Regions from separate parts of the Capsicum annuum genome. Here region 2 is linked to region 1. A link is a contact called in public Hi-C data. All regions are on one chromosome and are shown on one strand. The core of a region is the stretch at or near the end of the contact, and the rest is flanking DNA. Distances in the headings are between cores, read along the strand shown. Region 1 holds the start of LOC107859415 (clathrin light chain 1). Region 2 overlaps LOC107859413 (wings apart-like protein 2).

What was found. A called contact is a pair of places that touch in the nucleus more often than the background predicts.
Region 2: a Hi-C map of leaf shows a contact between it and region 1, with 3 times the contacts expected there. The contact joins the enhancer-like site here to the promoter of LOC107859415 in region 1. A contact is called at or near these places in 3 of 5 Hi-C or Micro-C datasets (bud, leaf and placenta).

Annotation. Positions count from the first base shown.
Region 1 is chr2:129,771,671-129,776,704 of UCD10Xv1.1, reverse strand. It overlaps LOC107859415 (clathrin light chain 1), which reads left to right and starts at 2,875. Exons shown (of 3, transcript XM_016704420.2): 1 at 2,875-3,336. The coding sequence starts at 2,957.
Region 2 is chr2:129,807,892-129,812,925 of UCD10Xv1.1, reverse strand. It overlaps LOC107859413 (wings apart-like protein 2), which reads right to left. Exons shown (of 13, transcript XM_016704416.2): 11 at 4,705-4,802; 12 at 4,518-4,599; 13 at 3,415-3,829. The coding sequence ends at 3,746. It also overlaps the pseudogene LOC107859412. Among protein-coding and RNA genes, the nearest start is that of LOC107859411, 7.7 kb to the left of the region's middle. Within about 2 kb of position 2,690, at least 1 of the 5 cell types and tissues checked has an H3K27ac peak or open chromatin away from gene starts, as enhancers often do. A contact at or near this core is called in leaf, where this site is marked.

The sequences.
Region 1 (5,034 bases), core at 1,626-4,125:
TTTGATCAAACATATATTCAGACTTTTAAACTTGATACGAACTTTCATTTAACATTTAAAATAGATGGGGTTCATTTTAAACACCTAAAGTAGCCTCTAATTGTGTCATTTTGACACTTTTTTAACAATCAACATAAATAAGAGTGTAAGGCTCCATTTGGCTTTTTTAAGATTCAGACGTCTAAATCTGAATGCACATCTGAATGATTAAGATGTTGTCTCTAGATCTAAAAATTGAATGATTAAAACTGTTTGTTTTTCAACATCTAAAATTCGTCCCATTTTACCCGTCCCAAATTGACTAAGTTGATGTCCCATTTTACTTATCAAGATAAGACAAACTTTCCTTTCCATGTTTTACCCTTTGTATTAATTATCTTTTCTTTATATTAAAATGTAAACATCATTTAATAGGATTACTTTGATAAACTAGCCATGTTATTTATTATTTTTCTTAATTGTTGTGCCATTTCAATTTGGGACAAGTAAAATGAGACGGAGGGAGTATTTAGTTTAACAAATGCACTCGACACTCGTGATGATGTGGCAAAACAATCAATCAAATAACTACACATGTCATTTTAAATAAAACAAAAGAAAAAACTATTTAGTTTAACAGCCCCCAACCCTGCGTCGACCTCTCTCTCTCTTTGGATACAAATAAATTTTATTTCGTTATGAAATTGGATGTGTCTGATTGTTCAATTAGAATAGAAGGTTCGCTAATAGTTTACATTTAATGGTGGTGATTTGGTGTTTCGAGAATTGAAGCGGATGAGAGTAACGGTTTGTTACTGGTATTTGCGGAAATGGTTTGAGGGTTTTACGGGTTGAAAATGTTATAATGATGGTGTTATTGTGGAGGTGCCGGAGTTGATTGGTCGGAGAAGAGGTTGTGAGAGTGTAACTGGTGAGGTCAACAATGGAGTAACTCAAAAATCAAGCATTAAATAGCTTTACACCTTTATTCACCATTAAAGAAGTTTAAATTTTACGAAATAAAAATGACTGGCTAAAAATGGAGAAGAAGATGAAGAAAATAAGAGGCATAAAAATCGTTCAAATAAGTTTCTCACACACTTTGATACACTCATTTTCCCATATCAACAAAAGGTGTCAAAATGATACAGTTGATGTCTAGTAAACTATTCTAAGAAAAATTCAAATCTGTTCCGTTCGAATATTGATTGATCTTGATTTGACATGGTTTACACGTTACTAATTCCCAGAAGAGTTAATATCTCCATTAGCTAAACTCTTTCTTACCCTGCCTTTAAATTCATATTTTGTTCATACACAATTAACAAAGGCCTTTTCGATATATATTGCAATAAAGTAAGAATTCATGTCAAATTTAAATTGTTTTTAATTTTTTAATATAATAATATGATTCACTTAGTTTTCTTTAATTATTTCAATTATTTTTAAATTCAATTGTTTGTTACATTCATGTCACTACATGAAAGGTTGTTTCATAAGTAGTAACTTGATTTTCAATTGGAATGAATTAAAGGTGATGAACAACTTCTGAATTTTGATGAATTAGAGATGAAAGTAATAAAGCAATACAAGTATAAAGTCTATAAAAATTGCTTTTGGATTGAAGGGGAGGGGGAGAGAGCATAAGTGAGGGATAGTTTTTAAATTATATTTTTATGGAAGGTGGGTGAAAATGGAAAATAAAAGTAACCACATATTCAAAAAGGTAAATATTAAACAACAAATGTTAAAGTTGAAAAAAAAACAAACAAATGTTAAAAAGGAAACTATCATAATCATAATAATACTAATAACTAGTAAATTTGTCATAATAATATTATGAAAATTTACTAAATAAGTTAGAAAAATATTTTAATAGAGATTCTTAATTAGCGGAAAATAAGTTAATTATCATGCTTTCCAATTATCAAAAATATTATCAACTCATCATATTAAATTAAATGAATGTTAAAAGCCATTACTTGATTGAAAGAGTGAAATTTATAGATTTGTGAGAAGGTGAGTTTATTAAAGATAGAGTTAGACTCTAATTTTTTTTTTTAATAATTTCTTATCGAATTTAGTTTCCATTTTTGATTTTCTCGTTTAATGAGATTCGAGTCTTGCTATTTTTATTTTTCAAGTTACATCTTAATCTCATTACAAAATGAAATTAGCTATTTTTTTTTTTTGCGTCTTTTCCTTTCAAATCAATGTACTTGTACGATCAAATAAAATCCATATATTTATCCAAACATTATCCTATATTTTAAGTAAAAATATATAATCACAAATAACATCTTCTCCTGTCAACAAAATGTCCATCCAACTAATAAAAAGTTGACTACTTTCTTCTTTTTAAAATAGTTAGCGCTTGTTGATTTGTCACTTATTTTTAAAAAAATGTTTTTGAAATTTATTTTACTACATTAATTTTATTAATTATATTTTAATAATATAAATTTAAATATATACACTTTATTGAGTCATTTAATAATAAGAATAGTATTACAAAATATAATAAAATTTTCATAATTTCATTAAAAATTTTCAGAATAGTTAAATTTTTTTTAAAAGAAGTCAACCATTTTGAAAGGAAAGCAAATCTTAAAATTTTCTTATAATAATTTATCTTATTATTGATTCTAAGCCGGGATCTATCGAAAATAACCTCTCTATTTCATTTGAGTTAGTGTTATGGTCGACGTATACTCTACCCTCTTTAGATCCGGCTATATAAGAATACACCGAGTGTATTGTTATTGTAATAATTTACCTTAGCTTAGATGTAGTAAAAATAAAAAATCCAAATTTTGACCAAAGATGACTTAATTTAAAAAAAAAACGAATGAAAAACAGTAGAAACATAAATTCACACACACAGTAGATAGATTCTCACATATATATACGCACAACACATGTAAGTGAGAAGGAAAAATCTAGAAATTTTCATACTATAGAGAGAGAAAAAGTGAAAATGTCTTCATTTGATGCGTTCAGTATGGACGGTGACTCACCGGCACCGGCGACATCAACTCCGTTCGACGACGGAGACTACGGCGGTGGTTCTTACACCGCCGATACGCCGCCGTTCCACAGCTCTGGAGGTGGATTCGGTGGAGACTATGAGGAAGTGACGGTGGAACATGTATCTCATACCGTCGACAGTCCCGATCCCTACGGGTTCGGGTCGGGGTCGGGTCAAACCGATTCGTTTGGAGCTCCGATCTCGAATGGGAATGGTAAGGCCTACGATCTAGGTGAAGATTCTGAAGGAATTTTTAGCTCTGATGGACCTGTTCTTCCTCCACCGAATGAAATGCGTGAGGAAGGTTTTGCACTCCGTGAATGGCGAAGGTTTGTTCTACTTTATTCCTATTTTCGCGAATTTATTTTGATCTAAAAATGAAAATATATTGAATTTAAGCTGTTCATTAAGATTTTTAACTAAAATTGATAGATCTATTGTTTATTGTTAAGTACGGTAAATGGCAGATCATTGATGAGATCAGTTTTATTCCAAAGTTCCTAAGCTATATAGTGATTCCTTTTTTTTTTTGCGGGCGTTAAACTGTAATTAAATTCTGGAACTTTTGTTTTTGTATAGTTAGATTTGCAGATCTAAGGTTATACTAGTAGATCTGTTAGTTTGTGTTTGCGCTTAATTTTAGGAGTTTCAGCGGTGTGAGATAGTGATCACTGTAATCTCAGAAAAGTGAGTAAAAAAGGAAAAAAGAAAATTTGAATGTTGTAGGTTTTACCATTTGGAGTACTTAATTGCCATTCACCTTTTACCTGAGATCAATGTATTTGAGAATGTTATTGGTCTCGATTTTATTGTATTAATTGTTGTCAAAACTACTGCGTTTAGTGCGATTGGACAAAATAGTAAGGTTTTAGTAAGTTATTAGTGCTAAAATTGAGAAAAGCTTGAGTCAAGACACTCATAATGTTTTTTGACTACAACTAATTAGGTTATCTTTAGACTAAATAGTTATTGTTAGAGCTAGAATAAACTCCTGGTATTGGTTCATGGATTGTCCCGCATAGGGAAAAAACTTTAAAAAGTTTCAATTGAGATATACGTAAGCTGGTAATATGTTTAAATCTATTTACATGTCTTTATTAATTTTCTCACTTAGAAGTTAGAAGGATCAAGTCCAAAGTGCTGAACTATTTTTTACGAGTAAGTGTTTTATAAATCACGGAGGCATCAAGAAGATGCATAATTACAAAAGAGGAGATATCAGCTCATATAAAGGTGACAAAAACCTGTCATAAGTTTAAAGATTGCTGAACTATTTCATCACTTGACATCATACGTAATATTTTCTGGATTGAGAAAGATTTAACTTATTTGATTGAAGGAGCTGTATGTGTAAAGAGAAAATCAGAAACAAATCTGACTGGTTCTTGGATGAGATGATATAGAGTTCGGGATTAGGGGTTGAATTTCATTGGCAAATTTATTATTTGAATTTATTTCTACAAGTACTAAGAGATAGTGTATTCTTGAGAACTTTAGAAAATGTCAAGTCATGGTTTGGTGGCTTATTCTTTATTGAGAGTAAGTGGTTATGTACAATTTTTCCTTTGGTATTCGCCATTTATTTGGAAAATTGGTTTGAGGGCTTTAGCATAAAGGGATTAGGGGTTAAGACGTAGGGGCCAGCATGGGGTGATGCGTGTTATTGACAAGATTAAAACCAGTCTTCTATTTCTAGTCCACATCTGTTCATCTTTATAGGGAAATCATACAAAATATTTCTCTTGTATTTTAATAACAACATAATACCCAGTGTGATCCCACAAATCGGGTCTAGGAGGGTGGATGCATACCTTTCTTAGGGGCTGTTTTCGATAGATCATCGGCTTAAGAAAAGCATTTTTAGTACAGTAAAATCAGTTGTATAATCAGGATTAGAAAATTACAACTACATCTTTGCATCTCAATCAGAAAAATTACACGGTGTTGAATCTGGTTGACATGATTTTACTTCATGTGTTTCACTTGGTCAGCATTCACCGCCGTCAAGATTTTCTTGGTTAAAAAAA
Region 2 (5,034 bases), core at 1,441-3,940, 36 kb before region 1:
AGGAGAGGCAGACTTGAGAAAAGATTAATTCCAGATGTGTTGCTAACATTCATGAACAACAACATACCCAGTGTATTCCCACATAGTGGGGTGTGGGGGGTAGAGTGTACGCACATCATATCACTACCTTAGATGAAGTAGAGTGGCTGTTTCCAATAGATCCCCGACTTAGGACCGATAACAGTATAGCAAACTAACATTCATGAACCTACAAGCTAAATCAAGTTATAGGAATTGCACATGAGAGCTTGTGAGAAAATGCATGATCTTTGTAAAATCGTCGAGGTGTCTGCAAGCTAACTCGAACCACCATGATAAAAGAAATGGAACTATAAGAATTGTTTTGCTGGTTGATGAATTACTGAGCACTTAGCTGATTTCTCCTTTTTTTTCTTGGTTGTTTATGAACTTCGTCTTGCAAAAGGTCACTGCATGAACAACTCGATATCACAGATCCAACCGTTCACGTTCCATCACTGTTTATTATGGGAGAGAAAGATTATTTCCTCAAATTTCCAGGAATCAAAGATTACATTAGTAGTGAAATCCTCAGAAGTTTAGTCCCTAATATGCAGATAGTTAACTTGGCAGAAGGAACTCATTTTGTTCAAGAACAACTACCCGACGAGGTTAATCAACTCGTGCTCGAATTCCTAACAAAGAATAGTAAGCTTCAGTAGGACCTTCTTGTTGTTGTTGCTGCTGCTGCTCCATCTACTAATAATAGAAGTTCCAATAAGGCGTTGTTATTGTTATTGTTGTTCTTCTTCTGTTTTCTTAACTACTAATTAAGAATATTAAGCTTCAGTAAGTCCTAGTTGTGTTCTACATGTAATATTTTGCTGCATTGACCCTGCAAATTCCTATAAAATCAAGAAGTGAAAGAAGAAATTATCATGTTATGAAAGCCATTTTCCATCTCTTTCTTGCTCTGTGATAATAGGGAATTTGGTCAAATTTATCCGTCTACTTTTAAAAATTCGTCATACTTAAGGCTAAAGTTTACCCTTATTATCATATTTTTGGGCCAAATTTACCCTCTATACTTGGCAAAATTAGCTAAATATATCCTTCGTCATATTTTGTGGTCTAATTTACCCTCGACGTCATACTTTGGACACATTGTTAAGAGACTTTTATTTTGTACCCTTCCTTTAACAGAAAAACTCAAATCAATGTTAAATGATCATTTTCTAAAAATAAAACACACTCTAATCTAACCGCCCGATCTGACCTATAAAAAATACATAAACAAATATACTCCTCCCTCAATTCTATTGGTCGAATTTTTCCGACGAATAAATATACCTCTCTTTCAACGTACAACACTGATAAGTTGTTTACCAATGAATAAAAAATAAAATGAAATGGGATAACGTAGAAGTATGAAACTAGAAAATATGTCTATTACAAACTCTTATCCTATTCAATTAAGTTCAAATTTCAAAATTTGATATGCATCTAGATTCATTATTGTGAAACTTTTGTAATCGTTTTATAATATTGGCAGGTAAATTTATTAACAATTTCCAAAATGATACTGTAATAAAAACCAAATTAGTACTCTCTCCGTTCAACAATACTTGTAAAAATGATGTCCAATAGTACTTGTTAAGTTTGAAAAATCAATGAATAATTATCCTTTTCTACCTATTTTACCCTTCCTATTAAATACTCCATCTGTTCCTATTTACTTGTCACCTTTTTAAATTGCGCACATTTAAGAAAAACATTAACAAGAGGCAATTTGACTAAATTACTCTTATTTATTACCATCTTTATTTAGGACTTTTCTTTTTTACATTATATTAATATCTTTCCATATTGAGAAAGCGTAAGACAAAGTCCCCAGTGAGGTTCTGTGTAATTGGAGGCTAGAGGTGTTCTCATGACGTACAATAGGTCGACTCAAAATATGCTCGATGGAGCGAAGACGCAGGTGAGAACGATGGGAGGAGATTCGGAACACTTTCTTGTTTTGACAGGATTGCACCAGGGATCAACTGTTAGTTCGTTTTTATTCTCCTTGGTGACGGATGTTCTAACGTGGCGTATTCAGGGGAGGTGCATTGGTGTATGTTATTTGTTGATAATGTTGTTCTCATTTACAAGATCCGGGGAGGAGATAATGATAAGTTGGAGATTTTGAGATAAATCCTAGAGCCTAAAGGGTTTAGATTGAGTAGGACCAAGATGAAATACTTGGAGTGCAAGTTCGGTGATTTGACGCATGAGACTGACATGGTAGTGAAGCTGGAGTTCCAAGCCATTTGGAAGAGAGATAGTTTCATGTATCTTGGGTCTATGATTCAAAGAAATGAAAAGATTGACGAGAATGACACATCGTATTGGTGCAAGGTGATTGAAATGGAGGCTCACTTCAGAGTCTAGTGTGATAAGAAGTGCCTCCTAAGCTTAAAGACAAGTTCTACAGAGTGACAGTCTGACTGACTATGTTGTATGGAGGGGAGTATTGGCCAATCAAGAACTTCCACATCCAAAAGTTGAAGGTTGTGGAGATGAGGATACTGCTTTGGATGTGTGGACTTACTAGTAAAGATAGAGTTAGAAATGAGATTATCCGAAAGAAGGTGAGAGTAGCTTCAGTGGAAGATAAAATGCGGGAAGTGAGTTTGAGATGATTCGTGCATGTGATGAGGAGGGGCACAAATGCCCCAACACCGAGGTATGAGAGGTTGGCTATCGATGCCTTCAGGCGGATAGAGGTAGGCCTAAGAAATATTGAAGGGAGGTAATTAGACAGGACATGGAGCAGTTACAGCTTACTGAGGACAAGACTCTAGACAGGAAGGTGTGGAGGACGCGAATTAGGACAGAGGGTTAGTAGTAGGAAGGAGTGATTGTGTTGTCGTCATGGTGTTATGCGTGTGTCTGTAATTTCTTGTTCGTAGTGTTTTGGTGATGTTTGTGATTTTCAGATAGATTGTGCATAGTATTATTATTCATCACTAACGTATTTTTTAAGACATAAAATTTATTATATTCAAATAGTGATTTAGTAATTGTTTTTCAACATGTACGTACGTAACAAGTATTGTCAGATGGAGGGGGAGTAGTAGGTGACAGTAGCTTAAATTACCAGCAGTTTATTGACCACTGCGGTTTTGGGTTTGTTCGAAACCTACGGAAAGTAAATTAACAACGAAATTATTTTGAAAAAGTTTCCCCATATTTCCAAAAAAGAAAATTCTGAAACACCATTCTAATCAAAAGGTCATAATTCAAAACTAAATTATTCCCTTCCCTTTTAGAGAACAAAAAGGGTACACAAGTGAAACAAACGTAAAAGCAGCAAAAGTAGGAACTACTAAGTTTTTTTTCCCTCTCCAGTGAGAGGTGACAGATTCATAATGACACAACAAAAAAAAAGAAAAGATAAAAGTGCATAACAAGTTGTCAAGAGAGAGTAACCATCAACTAAAAAATTACTAGAAATTACAATCGTTGTTACACATTCATAATCTTTCTGCATGTACAAGCATCTCAGCCCACACCAAACAAGGTGACAATCGGCTGGAAAATAGGGGAAAAAATTATATGTTTCAATAAAGATGAGAGAAATCATAGTCAAACAAAGGACATGTCTAAAAATCCTGAGATGGGATTTGTAATGCACCAATGCTGCAGACAAGAGTAGGTAGGTAGGCTGTACAGTCTCATTGTCGCCATATCTTCAAGGAAAAGACGCGAAAGGAAAGGGAAACAATGGAGATATCTACTGCTCTCACTGAACCCTACAAGATTCTATTACTTCAAGCACTGTTGAATGAGTCTCCGGCGAAATCATGTTCAGAGTCATGTGGAATTCCTGGATAAAGAATACAAATTAACACATAAAAGTCAATAGGAAAGCAACGTCAATGTTATAAAGACTTTCTCGTAGCAATCAGTAAGATCACTATGTTAGAAGCAGTTAGATGTTTGAAATTTAGTCACCCCACTTTGTTGTGATAATAGTGGTGTCTGAGCACCCTGCACACACCTCAACAATTTCCATCAAGTACCTACTACCTCGCACCAGCACATGTAGTGGGTATCTCTTCCTACCAAGGCCCGAGAAGATGGAAAAGAAATCACCTAGTGTTTTGTCTCTACTAAAATTTGACTCTGATCTCCCATGGTTCTTACCCACCCATTCATTATCACTAAAGCCAAGGTAATTTCAATTTAGAACACATCCTAGACTCAGTTAGTTTTCAAGCCAGGTTAATGAAAGCTTAAATCATGAATTTCCCACCACTCATTTATCACGGACCCGAGGTAATTTCAATTTAAAACACACCCTAGTCTCAGTTAGTTTGCTAGCCAGGTTAATGAAAGATTAAATCATGAATTTACTGACAGTCCAAGTCATGGGGCCCTAATGGACACATTCCTGATGACAGCTGGTAAGAGAACATCGGCAGATTGGATGTAACTTTTAAAAGTTGGGAGAGAATTATACAATTTCTGCTGTCATTCATTATCAACTCAAAGAACTACACAAGATCACATACCACAAATCTCTCCAGCACGGGTACGAGAACGGACAACTTATGATCTGGTAAATAACCAGCAATTGCCAGCCGTATGCTCTTGCTGATGCAAAGGAAGATTACAAACATAAGGGACCATACAAACATAAGGGACCATTTAAGTTAAGAGAAAAAAGAGAAAAAAAGTAATCATAAAGGCATAACTAACCTCTCCGTTGAAAGAAAGGCAAGAAGGAGAGCTGAATAAGCTTCGATAATCATTTTTTCAGCTTCTTTCTCCCCCTGTAATACAGCATCTTCATCATCCTGTACAAGACAAACACATTGAATTTAGACGCGACATGGTCAAAGCAGAAAGTAATCTAGCATACTGGTAGTAGATGATAAGACTAGTAACTAGTTTAACCTTGCTTCCATGCTCAATCTACTGAAATCTCTCAAAAATTTATGAATAAAGTAAGCACAATGAATAAACTACTACACTATATTTTAGCCCTCTCTCTGGCCCCCACCCCGGCACAAGTTGATTTTATATCGG